Linked DNA regions of Mus musculus: region 1 is linked to region 2. Evidence: chromatin contacts called from public promoter capture Hi-C data. All regions are on one chromosome and are shown on one strand. Each heading gives the region's core, a stretch centred on a gene start, on an enhancer-like site or on the middle of the called end of the contact. The rest is flanking DNA. Distances are from core to core; before and after follow the strand shown.

Region 1 (2,868 bases), core at 340-2,839, 320 kb after region 2:
CAACAAAGCAACATCCTGAAGGTTATTGCCCCATGGAGTGAGAAAGTCCCAGCCAGACCTTAGAGAATTCATAAGATACAATCAGAGAAATTTAAATAGCATCAGCTAGGGACTCTCTCCCTTCTCAGCCCTCCTTTTCATCTTGGAAAAGCCACTCTTTCCTTCTAGAAATTGTTGAATAAAACAGCCACTGGCCCCTTGGCTAGCTCCAGAGAGAGTTGGGTTTCTACCCCATCATCTGCGTGGGTACCAATGACCACCTGTTGGGAAAGGATATAGTAAGAGTCACAGAAGTGTCATGAAAAAGATATGTTGACTCAGGGTTAAACATGCACAGGGTTTGACATACTGGGCTGGGTGTGGCTGTGTGAAGAGAAGGGGAAAGTCATGAGGAAGAGTCCCAGGAAGGCAGGGAGGTGGGGGAGGCCACTGACCTTGATGGGGCCAACTTGAAACAGGGTGGAGAGGGATGAGATCGTATAGACTGCAAGGTGGAAAGTAAGGATCATGACTGAGTTCAATGGCATAATGCCAGGCATACAGGGAGTATTTATTCAATGCCTTTTTTTTTTTTTACATCTATAACAAAAATAAAATGACTTTCAAATTAAATGACATAGTTTCTACCAGGTATAAAGCTACAGATAATGGCAGAGGAGGCACACGTGATTGTTTGCCAACTCCTAGGTGTTAAGCAGTGCCTTAGCATTTGATTCTCACCCCTCTTAATATACACCCTCAGGCAACCTCTGGGACAGCTAGGGCTCAGACAGATAAGCAAGTTTGCCCCTTGATGGGCAAAGACGGTGGTCTGGAAAGGCAGAGTGTGTCTCCCTTTCTGTCAGTCCTTAGTGCTCACTTCTTGCTTTCTGCCTTTATTCTAACTCTTTAGAAAATAGCAAAAAGAAACAACGGGCTGCACAAGATTTGGTATGGTACCAAACACGATCACCAGATGGTTCTTTTAAAAACATTAAATCTATGCTTTTAAAAAAAAATTGAGAACTTTTTGTCTGAAAGGTAGGAAAAACCCAGGAAAGCACCACAATTTCATTTCTGCCCATGTGGAAGTAAGAAAAGGAAAAGGCCCCAAGAGAGTTTAGACTAAAGCGTGGCTGAGACTGGAGGCTGAAAGAGCCAGGGACAGACCTGTTTCTCCTGGCACGGTGACATAGCTTTCATGTTCCCATAATGTGGTCTGGACCCAAGGAGGTCCAGGGGCTAAGAAGTAGATAAAATAACTCTTAAGAGGGGACTGGCAGGAGGGCCCTGAGGATGGAGGCACTTGCCAGGCAGGCATGATGACCTGAGTTCGATGCTCAGAACCCATGTAAAGGTGGAAGTTGGGAATCAGCTTCTTTTTACATGTTATCCTCTGCTGTAGGCATATAAGCCCCCCATCTTTAAAATCATACATACTAATTAATAATAACAATAATGATTTTATGTATGTATTTGTACACACACACACACACACGAAATGTTTAAAAGAGCCAGGCTCACCTTTCTGTGAGTGTGCAGATCCAGGTGTACTGGGGAATGCAGGCTTCCAGTCCTCACGCTGGGGTGCAGGTTGTACTATTTATACAGGAGCTCAAGTGGCTTTTACAACTCACATACTTTATTCACGCTCCTCCCAGCCACACCCCTCAGGGAGAGCCAGTCCTGGAGGGAAGGTACTGGGTGGAATCCAATGGCTGGGGGGGGTTGCATTTGCTGCAAGCCCTCCTCCTTGGAAGCCCTTCCTTTCCCATCCAGCAGCGATCTTTCTGTAAGAACAGAGGAAAGGGCCCATTTCCTCTAGTGCCTTTCCATATTCTCTCCAGCGACTCTTCCCATTTCATAGACAGAGAGATTTGCTCTTAATAGTAAAGGGGTCAGGATTCACAGAGCTGGTGTTTTACACTCAGGACTCCTAATGTCCGTGGTCTGATCTCTTCCCACCTGGCTGGCTTCAGGCAATATTTGGAAAGTGAGTGACTGAAGTTGCTGAAATCTGACTCTGAGTTCCTGGTTGCTGAGAGCCAGCTGGATCTACTGTGTAGGCAGGTGAATCGGTGGGCCCCAGGGGTGGTGGAGAGATAACTCTCCACTATGGAATTTCATTTGAAAATAATTGATTCCAGGTCATCAGAGAGAGTGTTCATAGATCATCGTGTTGCAGGTAGAGTCTCACTCTGGATACATCTAGGTAGGGGATCCTGGCCACAGCAAGCATCGAATTTATTGACAGTCCACACTCTCTAATCTCAGTCTCCAACCCCTACTGTGGCTACTTTGTGCACAGTACAGCGCTTAACAACAGCATCTCCCTGCATGAAGCCCACTGAAGTCTTTCCTGGTGCTGAGCTGTTTAGATTTCCTATTGAGATCTTAAGCTGTTTTCTTGGAAAACAGGCATTTGTATGAGAGTGTGTCCTTTGTGTGCGTGTCCTTTTTGAATTTGGTGTTTCTCATTAGATTGGTAATTTGTCATTGCTTAAATTCTTTATCCAAGAGTTGAAATAACAAATGCACCCTGGCTTTTGGTGACCTGAGTGAAGAGCACAATGAATTTAACTGATGAATTGCTAGTTGCACCACCAGTGAAGGCTGGTGACTGAATACCTTTCTCATCCAGGCTGGTTGGTCAGTGGGAAAGAATATCATATTCAAAGCTGGTTTTAGTCACATGCTTTTCATACATAACTGCTTGTCCTGAGGCCAACAGCAAGTGTTTGAGTGGGTGTGTTTGAGCTCCGAGGTTAGTTTTAGCTAAGAGCAATACTATTAAGCCATCCTAACCATCAACCCACCCACCTCTCTGGAATTGACCTCATGAACAGAAGAAAATGCTGAGTCACTTCACTAAAGCAGTGTCAACCTATT
Region 2 (2,762 bases), core at 4-2,503:
ATCAACCAAACACAATCAGCAGCAGTCTCCAAAAACAGCATTCTCCAAACATCAGGCTCCAAAAGAGACCCTTTACTGGGGTTTTCCCTGGAAGGAAGGTTGTGGCATGGTAAGTGTGCTGGTGGGTTTAGAATTAAATAATTTGACTTGTTTCAGAATATTCTGGATCATAGACATGCTCCCTAAGCACCTGCCTCCAGAGTGACTTAGAGCAGAGGGGTACTTCTTGGTGATTGCAGTAGATGGAGATGCCAGCTTGGGGTCAGTTAGTACGTATCAAAGAGAATATATGCATTTCCTTGGAGTCATTTATTGTCTCTAGGAATTAGTTAGCTTCAGAGATCTATCTAAGACCCATGCAGTGAATGCCAGAGCTTTAGGGATACAGAAAATAGGGGCTGGGAGATAGTTCTATTAGTAAAGGGCTTTTCATCACACAAGCATGAGGACCTGGCTTTGAAGGTGGCTAACACTCAGCATGGTGGCCCACGTTTGTTCTATCAGCACCAGACAAGCTAAGACAAGCAGGGATCTGGAGTTAGGCAGGCAGCCTAGCCTAATCACCAAATGCCAGCTTCCAGTCAGAGGTCTTGTCTAAGAAACAAAATGGCAGGCTTCTGAGGAACAACACTTGGGGTTAGGAGGCCGCGGTCTGTGGAGTTCCTTGATCTGTGGTTGTCTTTGGCCTGTAGAGTCTGAGTCTGCTTACTACTGTTCTCACTACTTGGCCTTTTCTCCTGGTTTCTTGCCTTTTTTTTTTTTTTTTTTTTTTTTTTTGAGCCATCTTGTCTGTATCCCTGCTGGGCCGCTGGGTCATTTGTAGTGAAGAGTTGAAGAAACAGAGGTTAGGCGTGTGCGGTCCAGCTTCTGTGCACAGCCAGCCAACATCCCTAATGCAACACACGCTGGAGCTCTGATAGCTCTGATGCCCGGCCACATAGTCTTTGCTACTGCTTACTAGGCAGCTCCACACAACATGGCCCCTCCTGATTCTAAACCACTCTACTTATCAACACCTTCTGTCCTTGACCCAACAGGCCATGCAACCCAGAGACATAAGGCAGGACACCCTGCTGAGAGCCTGAGTCCTCTCTGCTAGGCTGCCCAGTTGCTTTCCCTTTGTCTCTCTTCAGCACGTTATTTTTCCACTGCTTGCCCAGCAAGCTCATATTCCAAGTCTTAAAAGTAAACTGCCACTTTAAAAAAAAAAAGCGGCCGCCTAGTGACCTTCCCTGGGAACTGGTTGCTAAGCTGGTGTTTTTTTTTAAACCCTGAGATATGGCTGCAGCTTCCCAGGGAGTAACCTCTCTTACCCCAGCCCACCCTTTCGCTCATTTCTAAAAGGTTCTCTGGCTTGACACAACTGGTCTCTCATCTCATCCCTTCAGCCCAGCAAGTGGAATCTGCAAACTTCGTTTTGTAGAGTGGACGAAGGTAAATCAGTCTTTAACAGAGACAGGCTGCAGTGTCCTGCTTTCCTCTCCTTTCCGTTCCGGCAGAGAAACCAGCCCCTCCCTGGTGCAGTGAGAGTGGAATGAATGCTTTGTAACGTTAGGGACTCTCATCTTGCTAACATTAGAGACCCTTCATCTTGCTTGCAGTTTCACTCTCTCAATGCAAAGTGGGGGCACTGCAGGGACAGCTCTGATTTCAGCTGCTGTCTGGCTTGCAGGGGAAAAGCAAACCGGTTCACAGAGAGCCTCTCTGGTCAGTGTGCTGCTAAGCACTAGCTGCGTGTTGCTTTCGGGCCTTTAGTTTAAACTGCTCCGGGGAAGGGGAGGGCGGGCCGGAGGGAGTACTCTCCGTGTGGCGAGCTCCACTTTTCTTGTTATTGGACAAAGAGCTCTGAACCGCAGGGCTGAGGTCTGCCAAGCTTTCAGAAGTCTACTGGCCATCAGCTCAGCTGTTTTCATTTTAGGTGCTATGAAATGCTAGGTGCTATGAAATGCTAATAAAATCTAATGAGAAATACATGTCTGCTATTGCATTTTATATAACATTTCTGCAAATAAGTGTAACGACAGCATGCTTTGTATAGAGGGGAACTGTATATGGATAGAGAAAATATGTGCATATATGTATACATAGAGATAGAGAGATATGCACATATATAAACATAGATCAATCTGTATATAGATAGTTGGCCTAGAGTTCACTTACAGAGTCATTTATTCAAGTTTTTAGTGAGCATCAATGATGCAGCAGATGAAGAACTCAAGTTTACAGTGTACAAAACCAACTTAGACCAGGTCCAGTGGTGAGACTTTGCTGGGGAAGCAGATGTAGAAACAGATAATGAGATCAGTGACAAAACAGACTTGTAAAAAGGTCTAAAGAGCTTGGCCCACAGCGGGACTCCTGCCATAGAGGTGCTTCCAGCACCCCCTGTGCAGCTGAGCAATCCCATGAGCAGAGCCTGGGTGCTGACCTGGCCTCATCAAGTGAAAGGTGTCCCGTCCATCTGATTAAATGACCACACACAGCTGTGTCACTCACCTGGTACCCTAGAAGCTGGGGCTAGAGTAACTTGCTGCTACATAATTAATCATTAAAAAGGCACAGGATGGCTCCTGAGAGTTCACAACTTTGAGCGGGCCCTCCCACTCGAAAGGAAAAGCCTCGTCTCTGAAGAGAGAAAGTGAGCATGCGTGGAGGGGAGGAGGTTCCAGCAACATTTTAAACAGACGAGGGAAAACAAGTGTCCTGGTCCTGGCTGGAGGAAGGGGAGAAGAGACTTGTGTATGGCTGTCAGGGATGGGTGA

Evidence for each region. Capture Hi-C pulls out chosen DNA fragments and counts their contacts.
Region 1: a promoter capture Hi-C map of pancreatic islet shows a contact between it and region 2. The contact joins the promoter of Fgfbp1 here to the promoter of Cc2d2a in region 2. A contact is called at or near these places in 9 of 39 promoter capture datasets (the 3T3-L1 cell line, embryonic stem cells, hematopoietic stem and progenitor cells and 4 more), 1 of 15 datasets of contacts at CTCF or cohesin (embryonic stem cells), 59 of 484 Hi-C or Micro-C datasets (B cells, the C2C12 cell line, CD4 T cells and 33 more), 7 of 115 datasets of contacts at active chromatin or transcription factors (bone marrow-derived dendritic cells, embryonic stem cells and stem cell-derived epiblast-like cells) and 4 of 9 other capture datasets (adipose tissue, liver, macrophages and 1 more).

Annotation. Positions count from the first base shown.
Region 1 is chr5:43,980,210-43,983,077 of GRCm38.p6, forward strand. Fgfbp1 (fibroblast growth factor binding protein 1) reads right to left here and starts at 1,590. Exons shown (of 2, transcript NM_008009.4): 1 at 1,504-1,590.
Region 2 is chr5:43,661,126-43,663,887 of GRCm38.p6, forward strand. It overlaps Cc2d2a (coiled-coil and C2 domain containing 2A), which reads left to right and starts at 1,254. Exons shown (of 38, transcript NM_001359906.1): 1 at 1,254-1,434.